Linked DNA regions of Mus musculus: region 1 is linked to region 2. The links are chromatin contacts, called in public Hi-C maps. All regions are on one chromosome and are shown on one strand. Each heading gives the region's core, a stretch centred on a gene start, on an enhancer-like site or on the middle of the called end of the contact. The rest is flanking DNA. Distances are from core to core; before and after follow the strand shown.

Region 1 (5,499 bases), core at 768-3,267, 300 kb after region 2:
AGGGCCTGCCAGGCTGTGGTTGGCTGTGACTGGCATTGGTGAGTAGCTTTGCTCTGTGGCTCTGTGAAAGTCACACACACCCCCGTGCTGGAAAAAGTTCTTCGAACTGTAGGCACAATGCTACTTTGCTGAAGCAAAGTACAATATTATGTGGGCAGGTACCTAGGTTGGATGTAGCCTCTCTCTCTCTCTCTCTCTCTCTCTCTCTCTCTCTCTCTCTCTCTCTCTCCCCCTCTCCCCCCCCCTCTCCTAGGGTGCTCAAGAGGTCAAGAGGAGTATGGCTTAGTTCTTTACAGCCTTATAAAAATGGGACCTTCCATGGGTGCTGAAGCACAGTCGTGGGAGACAGAATATACCTGTTCTTGAGCCAGGAAAGCTTAGCTTCCCAGCCATCCCACACGCCACCTGCTTCATGCTTATTTGATGCTGTTGAAATTCCTACTGTTTTGGACAAAGGGCCCTGCTGTCTCCCTGCGCCAGGTCTCACAAACTTGTCATCAGGTTTTGCTGGCCCCAAGGTCCCTCCATGGATCCCTAGAGATCTTCACCAGTAGACCTCTGGGGAGGAACACACAGATTAAAGGTCATCTGTTCTAAGTGCCTCTAGAGCTGGCTACGACGCTGGTGGGAAAGGCAGGCGTGGACCGTGGAGGTGCCTGGCTGCTGGGGTATGTGTCCAGCTCATGCACTTAGTGAGTTGCTAATCTACTGTGGGGGAAAAGCAGCTTCATCCACTCTCAGCCAGAGCTGAGGTTGTGCACCAAGGCCTCAGCACTTGTAACAGCCCCATCCTTCAGGTTCTTTGCTTTGATTAGAGCATCTGTAATGTGTGTGTGTGTGTGTGTGTGTGTGTGTGTGTGTGTGTGTGTGTTTGCCTTAGGTTATATCTGCACACAATGCTGCCAGCTCCCCTACAAATGCCACTCAGTCTGGTGTAGCTGCTCCACACATGCTATTGACTTCCACAACTTAGTAGATTCCCTTGTCATCCGCACTTAGTGGGCCAAGATGTAAGTGTGCTCTTTGTTTGACTACAGCAGGTTCTGACACTTCATCTTACTGGAGGACTCCCAAGGCAAAGGAAGAAGAGAGGGCTGAGCAGCATAGACTAGAACTCTCTCCCTGAGGGTCACACACCAGACTCTCAGCTAGAGGACCTTTCCTGAGGGTCCAGATCCTCTGTCCAGCTGCTAGGAACCGTCCAGAAGCTCCATTGGCACACATGTTCTTCCACAGCTGGGTGTAAGTAGGCAGTGAGAGAGCTCATGGCAGCTTCGTGCGCCGGGCAAGCCAGCTGGCACCTCCCCATGAAATGCAGCACTGTAACCCTCACAGAACACCAGATGAGAGATGCCCGTGTACACATTCATGGCAGGGTGCAGAGGCATGCCATAGTGTGTGCATACACATGAGCACACGTGCATGTGACATACATGTTCATGGGGGCATGCATGCATAGACACATATCTGCACATGAGTGTGTACATGACTTATAACTGCAATATGTTCAGGTGTCCTCACTGTAGTCAGACCTACAATAAGTATATGCATGATATCACTTATAACTGCATGTATGTACATTCGTAGTACTTAGATTTACATGAATTTGTGTGCACACACACAGTGCAGCTACACATATGTTCATATACTTGGTGCTTGCACCTGTACATGTGTGCACACAATTTTCACCTATACACGCGTGTGCATGTCCTTTATATCTGGACACATGTGCATGTGTGTGCGTTCTGTTTTCTGCGCCATTACCGAAGCCCGAGGCATGCTCCATGCAGGCTCACTGTGTCTGCCCAGCAGTCAGGTGGATACACGACTCCTGTACTATTTGGGACAGAGCTGTCCTTGAGTTCTGGCACAGATACAAAGCCCTGGTGACGACCTGACCCAGTTCCCATTCCTGAAACTCCGGCTTCCCTCGTGGACAGTCCTAGAAGGAGTCTGATTGCCAGGGTGACTGCCTCATTTGTCATCCAAACGGGGCCGCTTCCAAGAGCAAAGGAGAGCAGCAGAGCTGTGGCCGCTGAGGGAGTCGGCTGACCCACTTTCTCCAGGAGCTGAGGTTCCCTGGCCTGATGCAGGCAGTGCTCCCCCTCCAGGCAGAAAAGGCATGTAGTCACTTACTCTCCTACCCCCTACTGGCCAACAGAGGCTGCCTGATGCCTGGAGCTGGATTCCAGGCAGGAAGTCTGACATTGGGTGACATTTGGGGAAAGGCCATATTTTCCTGTGAATCTGGGCCTGCTGAGGAGGCTGGTACAGGCTGATGATAAGTGGCCATCACCTAGGAAGGGTCTGTAAGGGAGATATAGAGATATAGGGGTGCCCTCTACCTGCAGCAGAATGCTCACCCTATCCCAGAGGGTACCATGACACCAAGGGCAGATGCAGGGGATGAAGGGAGAGTTACCTCTCACACAGGGGCTTAAGCAAATACGAATACTCAGGACTCCCTTCCACCCATCTGGTTAGCCAGGTCTACCCAGAAATGTCATGCAGATCCTTGGTTAGCCAGGTCTACCCAGAAATGTCATGCAGATCCTTGCTGGAATGGTGACAGCTCTGTTTTGTGCAGCAGCTACTGCCACTGCCCCCTCCCACCCTGCCCTCTTTTCTTTTCCACACTCCTTGCTGCCCCAGGCTGTCCCCACCACTTTGTTTCTCCTACAAGTGAGACCTGCAGGGAAACCAGCTTACAAATGTTCACTATCTCTTTCCACCACATGGGGCCCAGGGAGAGAACTCCAGTGGTCAAGCTTAGAGGCAAGTGCCTTTGTACCAGCTGAACTAGCTCACTGGGCCCAGTTGGAAACCATCTCCCTTGCTTTGGAAGACAATCAGAATGCAGGCTGCAAATTAAGATGCCAAACAAAGGCTGCAGGGACAGCCTGCCTCCTGAAGTTCAAGGCCCCCTTCTGTCTGAACAAGGAGCAAAGCATCAGGACATCCCACACCTCTCTGCAGCCCAGACTCAGAGCACTGAGCGCTGTGTGTGCTGTTCCAGGTGCCAATGCTCTTCCCATTGGGCTGCCCTGGCTGACCCTTCCTAACTCAGCAGAGAAGGAAAGGGGAAGGATAGAGGTCCTTCCCCTCCCCTGCAGGCTCAGCACCCCTCCAGCCCTTCCCCTTTTCTTCACAAGAGGCCTCCTTGACTTTTATGGCTTCTTTGGGCCCCTCTTCTTTTGTCTCTCAGGAGGTAGTGGCACTTTATCTACCTTGATCATGACCTCTCACTCACTGCCTCAGAGCCCTGTGGGTATCCAGGCTCCATGAACATCTATCCTGTATGTGAGGTGGGACTCCTGTCCACACACCAGGAGCTATCTGCATTAGGCTGCTGGCTCTGGGACAGCTCAGACCCCCATGGTCAGGCTTTTGTTACTCAGCACCATGTCTGCTGAGCCCCTTCAGGTGTGAAACTCCTTCCTAAGGTCAGGACCCTCCCTCCATGCATGTCTGAGGACTCATCTGCCCAGCAGCAGAGGAGGACTTAGATTGCCTGCCTTTAATGTTTCAAGGTATATAATTTTATGGGAATAGAATTGCCATGTTAAACTTTTTGAGAAATGGTAAAAATGTTTCTATGTGCTAGAAAATTGTGTTTGCATATGTGTGTATACATGTGGGGAAATCAACCCGTGTGTGTGTGTGTGTGTGTGTGTATAGGGTCAACTGGTCAACCCCAGCTATTTCTCCTTAGGACATGTTCCACATTGTTATCTGAGACAGGGTCTTTCTCTCTGGCCTAAAACTCATCAAGTAATAGGCTAGACCCAGTAAGCCCCAGGAATACACCTATCTCTTCCTCTTTGGGTCTAGGCTTGCAGCTATACTATATATATAACCCAGGCTGCCTTAGAACTTACTATGCAGACCAGGCTGACATCTGCCTGTTCTTGCTTCCTGAGTTCTTTGGATTAAAGGCATGTGGCAATATGTCCAGCAACCTTTTTAAAAAATTAATTAATTAATTTACATGTTTGTTTATTTATTTGTTTGTGCCAATGCTCTTCCCATTGGGCTGCCCTGGCTGACCCTTCCTACCTCAGCAGAGAAGGGGAAGGCTAGAGGTCCCCTCCCCTGCAGGCTCAGCACCCCCAACCCCCAAGCCCTCTGGGATTTTATGTAAATCATGCACACACAAGATCCTGAGAGACCAGAGGAAGGCATCAGAGAACTATGAGTTACAGGTAGTTGTGAGCTGCCTTGTGAGTGCTAGGAACTGAACCAGGCCCTCTGGAAGAGCAGCCAGTTATCTTAACCACTAATCCATCTCTCTAGTCATGCATTGACCCTTTTTCAAAAGGGTCCTTGGACTTAAAGTCGGGTCCTCTTGTTGGTGCAACAAACACATTAACAAATGAACTATCTCCCCAACCCCAAAGTTCTTGTATCTTCCTACAAAGGAAGCCACCTATGGCTGCTGTCTCTTGGGCAGAGCTTTCAGGCCTGGCCTGGCACTTATCTTCATATCCCTGGCATAAAGGCATAGCCACATCTGTCTGCTTGTCCTCATCTGTGCGCTCCCCAGGGCAGGACTTACCTGGCATCATCCCATGTCCCCACCTGGCACACAGTAGGCCCACTCTAGACTCCTGCCATGGAAACCAGAAGAATGACAGCGTGTCTTAGAGACAGCTAGTTATTTTCTAAGGAACGTGACACAGATTTAGAATTCAGTGTGGCTAAGAATCAGCCGGCTTCTGCCGCTGAAAACTTGCTTGTCGTTTTGTCTGCCAAGAATCCCAGAAGCTTCCCCAAGCGATCACTGATGGGAGCAGAAGCGTTGCCACTAAAATTAGGTGATGAAACAGTTGTTATGAAACACCAAAGAAACTGACAGGTACATTTAGTGAGCGGGGAACACTCCTCCATGACATGGTGCTGTGGTCAGAGCTGTGTCCATGTGCTGGGGGCTGAGTTTAGTTGGCCCGGCTCTGTGGTTGCTTAAAGTAGAAACTACTTGATATTTGGGAGAATAGTGCTTTAGACCTCAAGATGCTTTAAAACTGATGTAAACCCCAAGTCTCCCTCCCTGTACAGGCCTGCTCTTCTCTTCTGCCCTAGCCCTTGCCCTCTGCTAAAGTACCTGTGACTTGCTGGCTGTGTATCCACAACGTCCATACTATATTGGACTGGCTTTACTCACAGCAGAAAAGCACCAAGGAGCTGTGGTTTGAATGAGATAGAGTTTGTCTTTTCTCTGTTCCAGAAGGAGACAGCCCAGAGATGGAACAGAGATGCTAAACTTACAGGGACCCAGTGTCTTCTTTTCTTGCTGTTCTGAAATCCTTAATAAGCTGCCCCATGGTTCAAGCTGGGTGCACAGATTCTAGCCATCACATTTTATGTTCTAGTAGAGGATGAAGGAGGCCCCCTCAAAAAAAAAGAAATAAAGAAAGGAGGGAAGGAAGGAAGGAAGGAGGGAAGGAAAAGAAAGAAAGAAGAAAAGAAAGGAAAGGAAAAGAAAAAGTCCTATTAATGGCA
Region 2 (5,109 bases), core at 2,595-5,094:
CTAAAGCCAGCAGACAAGGATGCTCAAAACAACAGATGAACCATGCTTACCTCCAACCAGAACACTTCTGCCCTTGAGTTTGATGCTTACAATCTCATGTATGGATCTTTAAGAAAAATAAGAAAGGCAGTGCATATATATTTACTTAACTTAAACTTTTTAGTTAAATATTAAGTCTTTAAACCTCATAAATTGTATTCTTAGAGAGATATGACTCAGAAAGATTCAGAAGCACATAGCCTTTTAAAACCTAAGCAGGGTTCTCTTAAGAAGCCTGTACCCATGAGGGTGTGTGCGCTATCCATCCTTTCCCTGTATATCTGTCTAGACAATAAATTCATTTACTTGACTTCACTATGACTCATCCAGATATTCTTTTTTCAAATATTTATTTATTTATGTTGACAGAAGCCATCTAGGAAAGGCTATGGCAAGCAAATGTGTCTCCTGGAGATGGCCCACAGTTTGGCATGGCTGCAATGGGTGCACTCTGGAGAGGCACAGCCCCGGAGACTTGGTCCCAGGATTGATCCTCACTGCTGATATGCTTTTCCTGTCATTATTACATAGCCCAGTGATTCCTGGGTATCAGCCCACCCTATTGGGTAAATTCCCTACAAATCAACATGAAGATGAACATTCATGAATTAATGCTGTTTAGATGAATTAATTATAGCATTCCTGATTTGATTCAAATAAATTTAAGAAGAAAGTTTTAGGAGATGGTTTTAGTTGTTTTGCCACAAAGATGTAATAAAGTTAGAGTCAAGAAAAGAATGCTCCCCCTCCTCACAGAATAGTAAGTAAAGGCTGCATAATAAGGAATACAATGAGGTTTCATGAATTGCACTAAGAAGAGAATTACACTTGTGAAAATTGTGAAAGGAAAAACGCTCATTGTAGGTTAGGTCCAAGGATAAAGCCACAGGTGTCCACTATGATAGAGCAAGGCTATGTGACATCATTGCTTTGAACTTATGAGCTTACAGAATGAAACACTGCTTTTAATATCAACATCCTTCTGTAACTCCCCTTGTATAAAACGTGTAACATTTTATCTGTGAGGTAATTTATAAAGAACCTTTGTCTAAGAAGGTATAAGAACTCAGAAAGAATAAATAAAGTGTGGCTTTCGGGGCTTTGCTCCATCCACAAATGAATAAGTATATGTCTGTCTGTCTCTATATATGTAGATATATGTATATAAATATGCATGAGCATTGTAAAAATTGATGAAACAGGTGGTCAGGCCCAGCCAGAGAGAGTACGTGTGGCTGTGTGCCTAACCTTCATCTTGTTTTCCTTTTTATTTCCTCTCTGGCTCAGGAAGAGTTAACAAACTCTGACTCTCTTGCCTGGCTAGCCCAGGGATCCTTGAACCAGAAAGAAAAGATCCCAGGTAAGTAAGCCTTTTCCTTAATTTCCTCCTGCTATAAGCAGGAGTTAAATTTCCAAAAGCCAGCAGCTTTTGGCCACAAACTAGCAATGAGTTAAAGAAAGAGTTAAATTGCCAAATGGATTTTGGCCATGCAATCGACCCCATACCCTCCTTTCACTGTCTTCCTCTGGGAACTGGATGCTGGGAAATCCTTGGCAGAGTGTTTATTTGGATGTATATTTATACACTATATAGGTGCAGTGTCCATTGAGGCCAGAAAACAATATGACAGATCCCTGCAACTGGAGATACAGGTGGTTGTGAGCTACCATGCTGGGTAATGAACCTGGGTCCTCTGGAAGAGCAGCTGGTGCTTTTAAGCCCTGAGCCATCTCTCTATCCCCTTGTCTTGAAATGCTTTGTGTACACACATACATATGTGTACATGTGCATATGCATGAATGAGTGTGTGTGTAGGCTAGTGTTGGTGTCAAGTGCCTTCCTCAGCCACTTTCTTATGTGAATATCTCTCTCTCTCTCTCTCTCTCTCTCTCTCTCTCTCTCTCTCACACACACACACACACACACACACACACACACCAGATGACACCAGTGAGAGACAGTGGAAGGCTGCCAGGGTGGCTGTTTCAGGGACCTAAGTGGACATTAGCCTTGCTTGATCCCTGGGCCTCTCTGCACAAGTGAGGGTAACAGGCTTGACTTCAAAGCCTGTATCCTGCTGTCAGTAACATCCCTGTGACATTTAACCACCAACAACCATGTCCAGATGTCAGCCATTGTATTTGATGGGGGAAGGGGCGGGCAGGAGATGCGCAGGTACCACCTTCACAGCACAGGTGCTGTTTTTGTGTAATATCTTTGCTCACAGTGGTAAGGGTCAGTTGAGAGCCCCTTTGCTGGAGTGAGGATATCTATGAGTGCAGATCTGAGGATGGCAACTATGGTAGTTACACTTGGTTATCAACTTGGCCCACTGAGAAGCAGGAACTTCAATTGAGGAATTACCTCCATCAGATTGGCTTATGGGAATGTCTGGAACTTTTTTTTAAATTATTGCTGGTGTGGAAAAGCCCAGCCCATTGTGAGTGGTGTCATACTTGGTTTGGTGGTGGGTCTGGGCTATATGAGAAAGCTGGTTCAATGTGAGCCTTGGATCAAGTCAGTAAGCAGCATTCTTCCATGGCCTCTGTTTCAGTTCCTGCTTCCAGGTTCCTGCCTTGACTTCCCTTGATGATGGACCATAACCTATAAGCCAAACAGACCCTTTCCTCCCAAAGTTTCTTTTGATATTGATGTTTTATCACAACAACAGATGCCAAACTAGGACAAGGACCCACTGGGACCCAGCATTGCTGATCACAGTTCCAAGACAAACTGACACAGACACCTGAGGTCCCATGTAACAGCTTTTTCTAGACCCCAAACCTGAGCATCCCCTCTCTGCAGAAGACTTTCAGGCAAACATCCAGGTACTATAGCCAGGGCACCCAGGGCAGGTTGCTCTAGTGGAGCCAGGCTGTGATGGTTCATGTGTGGCCCTGAGCCAAACTTCACCTTGTGGCCTCACTGGTGAGTGGGGGGTGGTGAGATTATCCCACTGAGAATAAGGGCCACACCAGAATTGGCTTGTGATATCTTACTGCTATTAGAGGAGTCTGGCTCAGGCTTAGAGACTCCACAGGGCTGCTTGCTCCCACCCAACTGTGGCCCAGCTCATGCTAAAGCCCATGGGTTGCAGTGCACTCTCCCAACCCCCACCCACTCCCACTCAGAGCCAGAACTCAACAGAAGTCCACTCAAGAGTCTACAATGCAGGAAGTGGGGACAAACCTTTCAGATACCCTGATCCTCTATGAGTTTGGGCTCAAGGTCCCCAGGACTGTGCAGCCACTTGGGCTGCAGAGGCAGGCAGAGAGCCTCCTGCCATGGCCATCTGCATCCATGTGCCTCTGCACAGCTAAGTGCCTTTGGGAGCTGGGAGAGGGATGAGCGGAGGTCCACCATCTGTCCCTCTCTGTCCATGGGGAAGCTTCAAAGCTGCCAGCTAGGCCAGGATGTCCAGCTGTTCCCCTCAGGAGAAAGTCCAGCATAGTCTGTAGAGCTGGCTCCCACAGCTGTGATGGGGCCTTGAGGGACCTGTAGGCTTCTGGCTGATCTTTACTTTAGAAGATAAACATGCTGATCATGGAGAAAGGGAACATACACCCTTCACCCTCCAGCTTGCCTCTGTTGGCAGAGCCATGCTTCTGAGCAGCTTCAGGCTGAATGATGGCTAAGGAGGATCTGGAGCAGGGTACCACAGCCCCTGTTGCCCTAGTATACTGCACAGCTCACCAACTGGAAGCTCCTCCCTCAAGCTGGCAGGCCAGCTGATTGGTGGCATTGACAGAATACACCAAGTGGGAGGCATGGATGCCAATTCCAAACCTCTCCACTGCGTGGGCAGCTGTCTAGTTACTAAGACACTCGCTCCTCTCATATTGGAACCCTCCCGGTTTCCTTGCCTCCTGTCCTTAGGAGCTGCCTGCTAAGTCTTGTAGCTTTCTTAAGCCCTTCCATCCCTCTTGCTGCTGTAGACTGCTTTAACTCCTCAGGGACACACTTGAGGCACACTGGATTCCACAGACTGTATAACATCCTGACCCTGAGTACTACCACCCAGCCCACATGTCCGAATGTTTGCAACACCTCAATCCTCTGCTCCAGTGTACCATTGCCTAGCCTCTGGGTGATCTAGGAACTCACGTCCTGGTGTTCTTTTCCTCAAAACTAGGAGTGGTACTTGGTGAAGAACCCTTGCTGGTTCCCATCACAGGATTTAGAGTGGCACGGTATGGTGTTCTGGCTGGTTTTGTGTGTCAACTTGACATAGGCTGGAGTTATCACAGAGAAAGGAGCTTCAGTTGAGAAAATGCCTGCATGAGATCCAGTGATAAGGCATTTACTTAATTAGTGAACAAATGGGGAGGGCCCATTGTGGGTGGTGCCATTCCTGGGCTGGTAGTCTTGGGTTCTATAAGAAAGCAAGCTGAGCAAGCCAGGGGAAGCAAACCAGTGAATAACATCTCTCCATGGCCTCTGCATCAGCTCCTGCTTCCTGACCTGCTTGAGTTCCAGTCCTGACTTCCTCTGGTGATCAACAACAATGTGGAAAGTGTAAGCTAATAAACCCTTTCCTCTCCAACTTGCTTCTTGGTCATGATGTTTGTACAGGAATAGAAACCCTGACTAAGACATATGGCAAACAAGAAGTTCAGGTCTTACCCTTCTTGGCAGCCCTGGGAATAGACACTGGGGAAGAGGACTGACCACTTCCCTAAGTATTATCAGTTTTGCTCTAAGTTCATCCAGGATCTCGAACAGGTGGCTCAGATCATCCTCACCCTGTGGGACCAAGCAGACTCACTGGCTGCCACAGTGCTAAAACACCATCGAGGATCAGATCTACTAACAGTAGAGAGAGGTGGTCTTTGCCTTTTCCTTAGGAAGGAGTGTTGCTTTTCTGTCAGCCAGTTGGGTATAGTAAAAAATAAGATCCAACAGCTCCAGATGGGTCTCCAAAAACATAAGAAACAGCTCCACGCCTCTCGCCAGTAGATAGCTGTCAGCCCGGTATGAAATTCTTAACCCTCTGTCTCCTTTTTGTGACACCCTGCCTCCTAAACTTCTTGTCTAGATTTCTTCAACAACAGATCCAAAAGATGTCCTAC

The links. Hi-C and Micro-C count contacts between places; a contact is called where the count stands out from the background.
Region 1: a contact with region 2 is called in a Hi-C map of cerebral cortex, with 2.4 times the contacts expected there. The contact joins two enhancer-like sites. A contact is called at or near these places in 10 of 484 Hi-C or Micro-C datasets (the HL-1 cell line, cerebellum, cerebral cortex and 4 more).

The regions. Positions count from the first base shown.
Region 1 is chr7:144,206,019-144,211,517 of GRCm38.p6, forward strand. All of the region lies in intron 4 of Shank2 (SH3 and multiple ankyrin repeat domains 2), which reads left to right. Among named protein-coding and RNA genes, the nearest start is that of Shank2, 33 kb to the left of the region's middle. Within about 2 kb of position 2,018, at least 24 of the 459 cell types and tissues checked have an H3K27ac peak or open chromatin away from gene starts, as enhancers often do. A contact at or near this core is called in cerebral cortex and cortical neurons, where this site is marked.
Region 2 is chr7:143,901,992-143,907,100 of GRCm38.p6, forward strand. No RefSeq gene overlaps it. Among named protein-coding and RNA genes, the nearest start is that of Mir6404, 29 kb to the right of the region's middle. Within about 2 kb of position 3,845, at least 11 of the 459 cell types and tissues checked have an H3K27ac peak or open chromatin away from gene starts, as enhancers often do. A contact at or near this core is called in cerebral cortex and cortical neurons, where this site is marked.